2 separate regions of the Rattus norvegicus genome follow, and region 1 is linked to region 2. Evidence: chromatin contacts called from public Hi-C data. All regions are on one chromosome and are shown on one strand. Each heading gives the region's core, a stretch centred on a gene start, on an enhancer-like site or on the middle of the called end of the contact. The rest is flanking DNA. Distances are from core to core; before and after follow the strand shown. Region 1 holds the start of Zfp438 (zinc finger protein 438). Region 2 has its middle 180 kb from the start of Arhgap12.

Region 1 (4,015 bases), core at 459-2,958, 660 kb after region 2:
CTGCCTTTAGACAATAGATGCCTGTACTGTCCAGATTTGACACTCAGAACGCTAAGGCACTCCACCCTGAGTCTTGGGGGTGTCGGTCTATTCACCATGCGCTATACTAAAACCTATACTGAAAACGTTTAACACATTTGCTATATAATATTTCCACTCTGAAAAAAATTACATATGACATTTGCCTGTGGGAGAATCTCAGGTAATAATTAGAAGATTACTTTAGAAAATTCATGTTTTGAGAAATGATATTGAAGACTTATAAACATGTGAATAATGAAAACACAGTATATTAAGATTGTTCTTGATGAAAAATAAATACAATGTAAAGATATGTGTAAGTTTTAAAATGATATTTTTTCTACATTGTTGCACAAAATAAAAGTCTTGTTAAAATTATGTACAGACTACAAATTTATCTGATGTCATTTGATAAGAATCAAAAGAGTACATGGTATTTAAGTGCACAGATTAAGTTCTTTCAAAATGAATTATGTATATTTTCCTGGAATACATTATTGTTGTACTTCACTTTTTTGAGGCAGGAGCTCTTTGGTCCAGACTGTCCTGGAACTCTCTTAGGCTGGCATGGAACTCAACTCTCCTCCTGTCTTAGTGAAGTGTATTTTCAACCAGCTCTCGTCTCTGGTTAAAAGCTACCATTTTCCTGCCATTACTCCCAAGGTAAAGTGTAAACAAATCATTGTTTAGATTTAGATACAGGAACTCTCAGGCGAAATCCCTGACCTGGCCTTTTGCCTATAAATTATATCCTGAATTATACTGAATTATGAATATACAAATTATACTCAGTATATCCTCTTCTAAGACTAGTTCCAACACAGTTTGAAATGCTTTTTTTTTTTAAATAAGGTTTTCAGTCTAAAGGAGTAATGTGGGGCTCCTAGGAAGCAGATTTCAAGTCTTCAGATTCTGTGGTCCACTCTGTCTTCACTTTCTTTGCAGTGGTCTTTTATCCAGAGCTGGACTTAAAACAGCTAACTTTCCTGGAAAGTTTCACAGGTCACTTGTTAAACTTAACAGGTGACTTGCAAAAGGTTTCCTGGGGCCAAAAAGGGAAAGGCAGTAGAAGAGTAGAAGATGCTCCCTTCAGCAATAGGCAGCAAGAACCTCACGGAGGGCGGGGCCGCTCTGCAGCAGGAGACCGCGAAATGTCGGAGCCGGAAGGGCGGGTCTCGGGGGCGTGGCCTAGCCGGGTGTCGGCCGGCCTGGCAAAGGCGGGGCTTTCAGTGGTTGGTCTGGAGGGGCGTGGTCCACTCTTAGTGGGCGTGTCTCTCCGGGCGCGGGCGGGCGGGAGTGGCTGGGTCGGGGCAGAAGTGAGACAGCGCAAAGGACCATGGGAAAGGTGCCCCTATGACCCCGGCGGAGAACAGTGTCTGTTACCAAACGTGTAGCAGTTTTAGTGAACAGGTGAGGGGACGGAAGGCAGTATCTGAGGAAAAACTACGTAAGAACCCTTTCGCCGGCCCTAAGCCCGGGCGAGAACTTGATTTGATCCCGTGGTCTCTCCCTTTCTGTCAATCGACCCCCCTACCTTCTCGCCTCTGGGGCTCTGTGAAGATGGTGAAGAGTGGCAGACTAAGTACGCCAGCCTGCGAAGCTCACAGGCACAAGGCAGTTGGCCGTGTGCGCTTGCGCGCCGGTCGAGGCAGGGCGGGATGGGGCGTCTCCCGCCGCGTGCTGGAGGCGGGGCCTAGGCTGGAGCGCCGCGCCCGCCGGCTGACCTCGTTGAAGCCGGCCCGTGACGTCACCCCGCCGTGACGCGTACGCAGTAGGAAAACTGTAAGTTTGGCGAGGATCCTGCGGCTGCCTGGCTTGCGGGGCTCGCGGGGCCTGCGGGCTGCTCGCTGTCGCGGTCCCGGTGTTGATCGCGGGCACCGGGAAGCCTCGGGACACACGGGAGCTGCCGAGCGTGACGCCGGGCTGGTGGCCGCCCCAAGTGGGAGCGCGCCCTCCCGGCAGCACCAGCTTATGGAGGCGAGGCTGTTCCAGAGCCTGGCCGGCTCTTTTCCCACCGGCCTGTGACAGCCAAGAGCGGGCGACTAAGGCCTGGGAACCGGGAACTGGCGAGGCCCTCCTTAAAATTCTTTGATAAAAGAGATGGGATTTCCAGAGTCCATTCTCATCTTCCAGTAGGACATGCTTGGTCAGTCTGGGATGGAGAACCCCTTCGAAGACTAGCTGCCCAGTGTTCACCTTTCCTTGGGATCCTGCAAATGCCCAGGTCTCTGATGACAAATTACATCCTGTGTTGCCTTGCCTCAAGCCTTCTTTATTTTCATTTCCAAAGGACCGAAATGTCTTGAAACCCTGTGAGCTAAACTAAGCTATGTTATCCTACACAACGGTTAAGACAACATTTATTATTCTGAGGAGTGTGGTAACTTGTATGTAAGGATCTTTCTCATGGCTTTACCTCCCACACACACCTACCCCAACCCATTGGATCATGACTTTTGAACCTGAAGATATCTCAGCTACAGTAATAGTTGATCAGGAATCAATAAATAACTGGTATCACTATCACAGAGATCTTGGCAATACTTGTTCCCCTGGTCTGGCTATTACAGAAAAGTGTTTTTAGCAACCCAGAACTAATATACTCAACACAAATGCGTAGATTCAGCTTGTCTGCCTGTATGGTTTAAAAATCTTGCCTTCAGATGAATGAGTTAGTTATAACATTGTAACACTTCTCCAACTCTGGTACAGTACTTCTCAGGAACGTTGAAGGGAATATACACACCCTAGGATGGACTTATATAGTAGATTAATTAAGAGGCCACATTTTTGTGACTTCAGTGGAGAGTGTTAATATTCTTACAGAGGACCGACCCCTTGAATAAAAGCAGGACTTCTAAGTTTTGTTCTCCTGTTAGTAGTTTTCCAAAGACAAGTTGCCTAAGTCTTAGAACTGTTTTTAAAAGTCTGTCTCTAACCTGGGAGATGATAGTATAGCTTTTGTTAACATTTACAAGGATCAGATGAGACTTTGAGGGAGAGCAGCTTTCTAAGTATGGCATTGTTGTTTGCATCAGACCCTATCCATGAATCAGACCTGGAAAGAACTCTGTCTCAGGACAGTGGAGAAGTAGACACAAACAATGGGCACACAAAGTTGTTTGTGTGTGGGGAGGGGATGTTGGCTTGTTCTAGGGTGGGATAGGAGCACATGAGGAGCATAAGTGGTGGCATTCAAGCTCCCTGGGAGGCCAAGGCAGGAGAAACACAGTTCAAGAACTGCTGTGATTTCAGATGGAGTCTAGGGCCCACCTGGGTAGAAATAGGACTGGGGAATATATAGCTAGTGGTAGAGCTCCTACCCTGGCTTCAGTCTCTCTTTGGGTGTGGTGGATGGAGACAGGATAACCATCTGGCCTATGAAGCTTACCATATACAAGGTACAGTTCTAAACACTGAATCTTTTTAGCTAAGAAAAATACCTTTGTTTTTGTAGATTAGGAAACTGGCACACATGTTAGATGTGTACTCAAGCTAAAAGCTTAAGAGACTCAGAGTCTTGCATATTTTTAAATTTACATTAGGTTTATTTGGCATTGTTGTCATTTTTTTACCATTTGAATTTAGGTCATCTGATTTAAGAGGCTGTGTTCCAAATGACTATTCTGTCTCAGAGCATGGTAAGGATGGAGAAAGAAAGTGTTGGTCTGTAACCTTGAACATCCGATAGGCTCTGGGAGGTCTTGGAGTCTGTGGCAAAGTAGACATTTTACTCTGAAGTTAATGGAAAGCCCCAAGACAGTTTGTGTCATAGGCCTGGCATCTGTTTTCTACTCTACTCTATGGAGAATTAACTGTAGAGTCATAGAGTGGTGGAGGTGTCCTGAAAATGGGGGTTGGAAGGGAGGTGTTGCTGTGCTGTACTGAGAAGGGATATGGTGTGGTACCTGAGGCTGGTGGAGGCAGTTGGGGAGGTGACATTAAGAGGTGAAACTCATAGACTACTGACAGGACTTACTGATGCCCCAGGGAT
Region 2 (4,349 bases), core at 1,315-3,814:
CTGCTGGTAGTCAGTGTGTAACTCTGTGTTCTTTGCTTTTAAAAGTCCCTGAGGTCAGGCTGGGTGCTGTGTAGACCAGGAGCCAGTATAGGAGGAATCCCCAGTCCCTGTGTAGACCAGGAGCCAGTATAGGAGGAAAACCTCTTCTTTGTTAAAATTTATCAATGGTCAGACTGGTGAGTCTTTGAAAGACCCCAGACTCATAACAATGCTGTGACCACTGACCACACAACAGTCATTTCTTGTGAACATCAGCTTCGTCCCAGCTTGGACCAAGGCAATGGCTCTTTCAAAGAAGACTCCATCCTTACATCTAATTACAAAAGTCCGCAAAGCCCTTCCGCATCATTTCTGAACTCTGCACTTTTCCAGCTGAAGGCTTCACACTGTTCCTGCACTGGGAGCCCTGACTGCAGCTCTCAGGCTCCATGGAACACAGTGAGTGCTCTTACTGTCCAGTGCCAGCACCAGGGGTGGCAGAAGTATTGATTAAATGAAGGAAGGTGCCAGTCACTGATGGAGTGCACTGTCTTTGAACATAGTGGGGGAAGATTCTGAACTCTGACGAATTGGGGGAAGACTGAAATGCATTTGGCCATTTTTCTTTTTTCCTCTCCTCATCAGGAGGGATATAAATTTAAGCTGACTAGCCCAGTGGACTAGAGAGGACAGCTGTGATTCCCTAGGGAGTGGAACTCAGTCCTGGTCTCGGCTGGAGGACTCTCAGGAATATGCATAAGATCCACTGTTATCTCTGTTGCTGCCACAACTATGAGCGTGTGGCCTCTTACAAGTTTCTTGGCTGGACCAATCCCAGAAACCTCTCCAGATAAAGGCTGGGCCCTAAGTGGGGAGAGAGCTGGGAAACCATCTCTGGTAATGAGGAAGTTACAGCGTTCAAAGATGTTTCAGGCCCCTGATTTGCAGGTGGTTACGCAAATAGGCGTTGCCAATTATTTCAGATGAGGGATCTGAGCCACCCTCATCCCAAGGAGGAGAGGGGAAATCCAAGTCCTATTTGTTGCCACCACCCTTATGTTGCGAGTCAACCCTTATGCACTAATACTGAGAAACCTCATGTGTACCCTCACCAAGTGTGCGCATGCGTGTGTGTGTGTGTGTGTGTGTGTGTGTGTGAGTCAACTTTCCAGGTAGGTTCATCCAGGCTGTTCTGGATGTTCTGTCTCCTCAGCAGGCAGACTCCTGTGGGCAAGTACTTTTTGTGAAAGTGGAAAATGCCTACAGCATTTGAGGAGGCCATGGTGGTTCTATAAAAACTTGGTGCTGGGTCAGAGGAGGTTGCCCAAGGATCAGGGATGAAATTGTCTTGGTGTGGTGCAATGCAGAAGAAACTCATCCCTGGATGGCTGCCAGGTCTTATGGGCACCAAACCTGGCAGATGCTTGTCATTTGGGAAAGAGACTCTGGCCACCGGTCAGGGTGCTGCCAACCTAAAGCTTTGAAACTTGATGGAACCTGTGGGCAAATCCTTCAGAGTCAAAGCCTGCCAGCTACAGAGCCACTCGTATAGTGTAGCAGAAATGTGTATCTGGGCTCTTTTAAATGTTGCCTTTTTTTTTTTTTCTGGAGCTGAGGACCGAACCCAGGGCCTTGCTCTTGCTAGGCAAGCGCTCTACCACTGAGCTAAATCCCCAACCCCTAAATGTTACTTTTTAAAGTTGCATTTTTTTTTTTTTGGTTCTTTTTTTAAAGTTGCATTTTAATTGAATTTTCGGGAGGCACAATGTACAAGTGATCAGAGAACAGCTTGCAGGAGTCTGTTCTCTCCTTCCATCATGTCAGATCCAGGAGCCAAACTTAAATAGGCAGGCTAATCAGCAAGTGCCTTACTGGCTGAGCCACTCACAGGCCTTCTCTGTGCACGCACAGTTGGGTGTCGTCGCACAAGTCTTATCACATCTCTGAGCCTCCTACTCACTCACCTCTGAAGCCTAGGGGTTGGACTAGATGACATCCCATCAATCCTCAGCCCTTGTTCCATATCTCCTTGGCTTGGATGAGAAATCCATCTCCCTTGCAGATTAAAAATCTATTGATTTTCCCTCTTTGGCAAAGGGGAATGAGACAGCGATTTCTCTCCCTACAGAGATAAATAAATGGTTCAGCTCCCCTCAGGATGGAATGCCAAACAGCCCTGTTTTAGAAATCTGGAGTTGATTCGTACATATGGTTTTAAGACAGGACTTCTCTGTATCCCTGGCTGTCTTGGAACTCCCTTTGTAGACTAGCCTGCCTCTGCTTCCCAGGAGTTGGTAGTAAAGGCTTGGTTCTTCTAATTAGAATCCCCAGATTCGGGGATAAGCTAGTGCTGGAAGCCTAGTTTGACGGTTCTTTGTCACCGGCACTTTTCAGGGCTGGTTATTGGGGCCCTGGCAATCGCAACGCTTCCTCCACTTACATGGTTAAGCAATGCTGTCACTTTTGGCTTCTCTGGCTGCAGCTTGCATTAATCTCAATAAAGACTAGTTTCTCTAGCAGAGCACAGCTTCGGCCACGAGGCGTCTCTCCACCCTTTGTAAGGTGGTGGGAAGAGGATTGGTGGCCTCGTGGAGCGCCGGGGTCGGTGGCCAATGGGGACAACGGGGAGGAGGAGCAGCTTAGGGGAGGAGTCAGAGCTCGCGAATCAATGAACGGCCGGATGGCCCGCCCCAGCTGCGAACCGCAGCTACCGCTGTGTGCAGTGTGGTTACAACCAGACCAAGCTCTACCGCGGGCTACCCTGGAAGAGGCCCGAGAGGGAGGGACGAACCCTGCGTCCTGTCTGCCTGTGTGCAGCGCACTCGGACCTCTGGTGGCTGAGCAAAGCCACTCTACCCTGGACGAGGACCAGTCACCACCCACCTGGACGGCCACGCAGGCGCACCTGCTACACCAGGGTCTAGCGCTCAGTATGGGAGCCGCGGGGCCCCGCCTATCACCCACTGCCCCACCCTGGCCTGTCTGAGAAATGTGGAGACTCCCAGGGGCGTGCTGCTAAGTCCCCTGTGGCGGGACTCTTTTACTTTCAGGTGGCATCTGCTCCTGCACTCTCCAGCGGGACCCAGGGGCTCAAAGCAAGCTATAACTGCTACCTTTCCCTTTTTTGCGTTCCTTTGGTCTATATTTATGACCTTCCTGTCTTTCCAGACTACACAACCCTTCTGCTGTCTGTCCTGACCCCTCCGCCCCCCCACGGCCCGCCCCAGACAGCATCTACTTTCTGGTCTGTAGATTCTAGTGTAGAAAATGAGGCAGCCAGTACAAATTCACCCCTTGTGCAGAGGTTAAAGTCCTCTCTCCTGAAGTGAATACAATTATTCCTACCCAGGACCATCTCCAGTCTTAGCACTGCCTTTAGATTTCACGATTGTTCACTTTATCCTTGCCCATCTTTAGTGGTCATGCAGGCCAACTACAAGTTTCACCAAGCAGAATGTGGATCTATTTGAAATACATATATTTTGCTGTCTTGAGGGGTTGTGTATGAAGGGACAGGAACGCCACTGACGGTATCTCTTTCAGGCTAGGCTGTGAACCTTTCACAAAACAGCGCCTCCTCTATTTCTATCCATGAAAAACAATTCGTTCTCACAAATATTTGTGTTCACAAAAATTGTGAACTCCCCTGGGAGTTGCGGTCACAAGGTCCCTGTCTGTACAATCTGAAGTGTTGGGCAGGCTCAGAGAGGCCTCCGTTTCCCTCAGTGCCTGCCTACTTAGAAGATCCAGCCTGATTCTGGACATTATATGCTTTGTGGAACACCCTGGGAAAGTCTGAGAGAAATGGGGTTCATTTGTAGTGACTGTGTGTGTGCTTCTGCTGATGCAGCAAAATGCCCAGGAAGATGAAAAAGAGGAAGGTCTGTCTGGGCTCAGGGTTTCAGGCCGTGGTACCTGGGCTCCAGTGCTTGGGGCCTTGGTGTGAAGCAGAAGACCATGGCAGGAATCCAGTGGATGATCGAAGCTGATCCTGGCTTTTTGGCAGTAGTAAGAAAGAGAGAGAGAGGAAGCTAGGGCTCCAGTATCCCTTTTAAGGGTTCATCTCCAGTGACTTAACTTCCTTTTAATAGGCCTATGTAGTTACTTTGTCATTATTTTGACCAAATACCAGACAGAACAAACTTATGGTAGGAAAGATTTCCTTTACCCCACAGTTTCAGAGGGCTCAGTCCATCAGAACAAAGTGGTTTATGTTGGGGAAACTGAGGTTAGATGGCAATGCCTGGCAGGGTGAGCATGGTCTCCCAACAGTTAGATGTGCCTCACCAATCTCTTAGGTCATTTATAATGTAGTCACATTAATAATGAAGGCAAACTGTTCTGAAGCCTCATTCCTAAAGATTCCAGCA

Evidence for each region. A called contact is a pair of places that touch in the nucleus more often than the background predicts.
Region 1: a contact with region 2 is called in a Hi-C map of mammary epithelial cells, with 2.2 times the contacts expected there. The contact joins the promoter of Zfp438 here to the enhancer-like site in region 2. A contact is called at or near these places in 1 of 12 Hi-C or Micro-C datasets (mammary epithelial cells) and 1 of 1 datasets of contacts at active chromatin or transcription factors (oligodendrocytes).

Annotation. Positions count from the first base shown.
Region 1 is chr17:57,119,929-57,123,943 of GRCr8, forward strand. Zfp438 (zinc finger protein 438) reads left to right here and starts at 1,709. Exons shown (of 5, transcript NM_001107358.1): 1 at 1,709-1,803. It overlaps LOC108348574 (a long non-coding RNA gene), which reads right to left and starts at 1,669. Exons shown (of 3, transcript XR_001841939.3): 1 at 1,556-1,669.
Region 2 is chr17:56,459,862-56,464,210 of GRCr8, forward strand. No RefSeq gene overlaps it. Among named protein-coding and RNA genes, the nearest start is that of Arhgap12, 180 kb to the left of the region's middle. Within about 2 kb of position 2,565, at least 75 of the 93 cell types and tissues checked have an H3K27ac peak or open chromatin away from gene starts, as enhancers often do.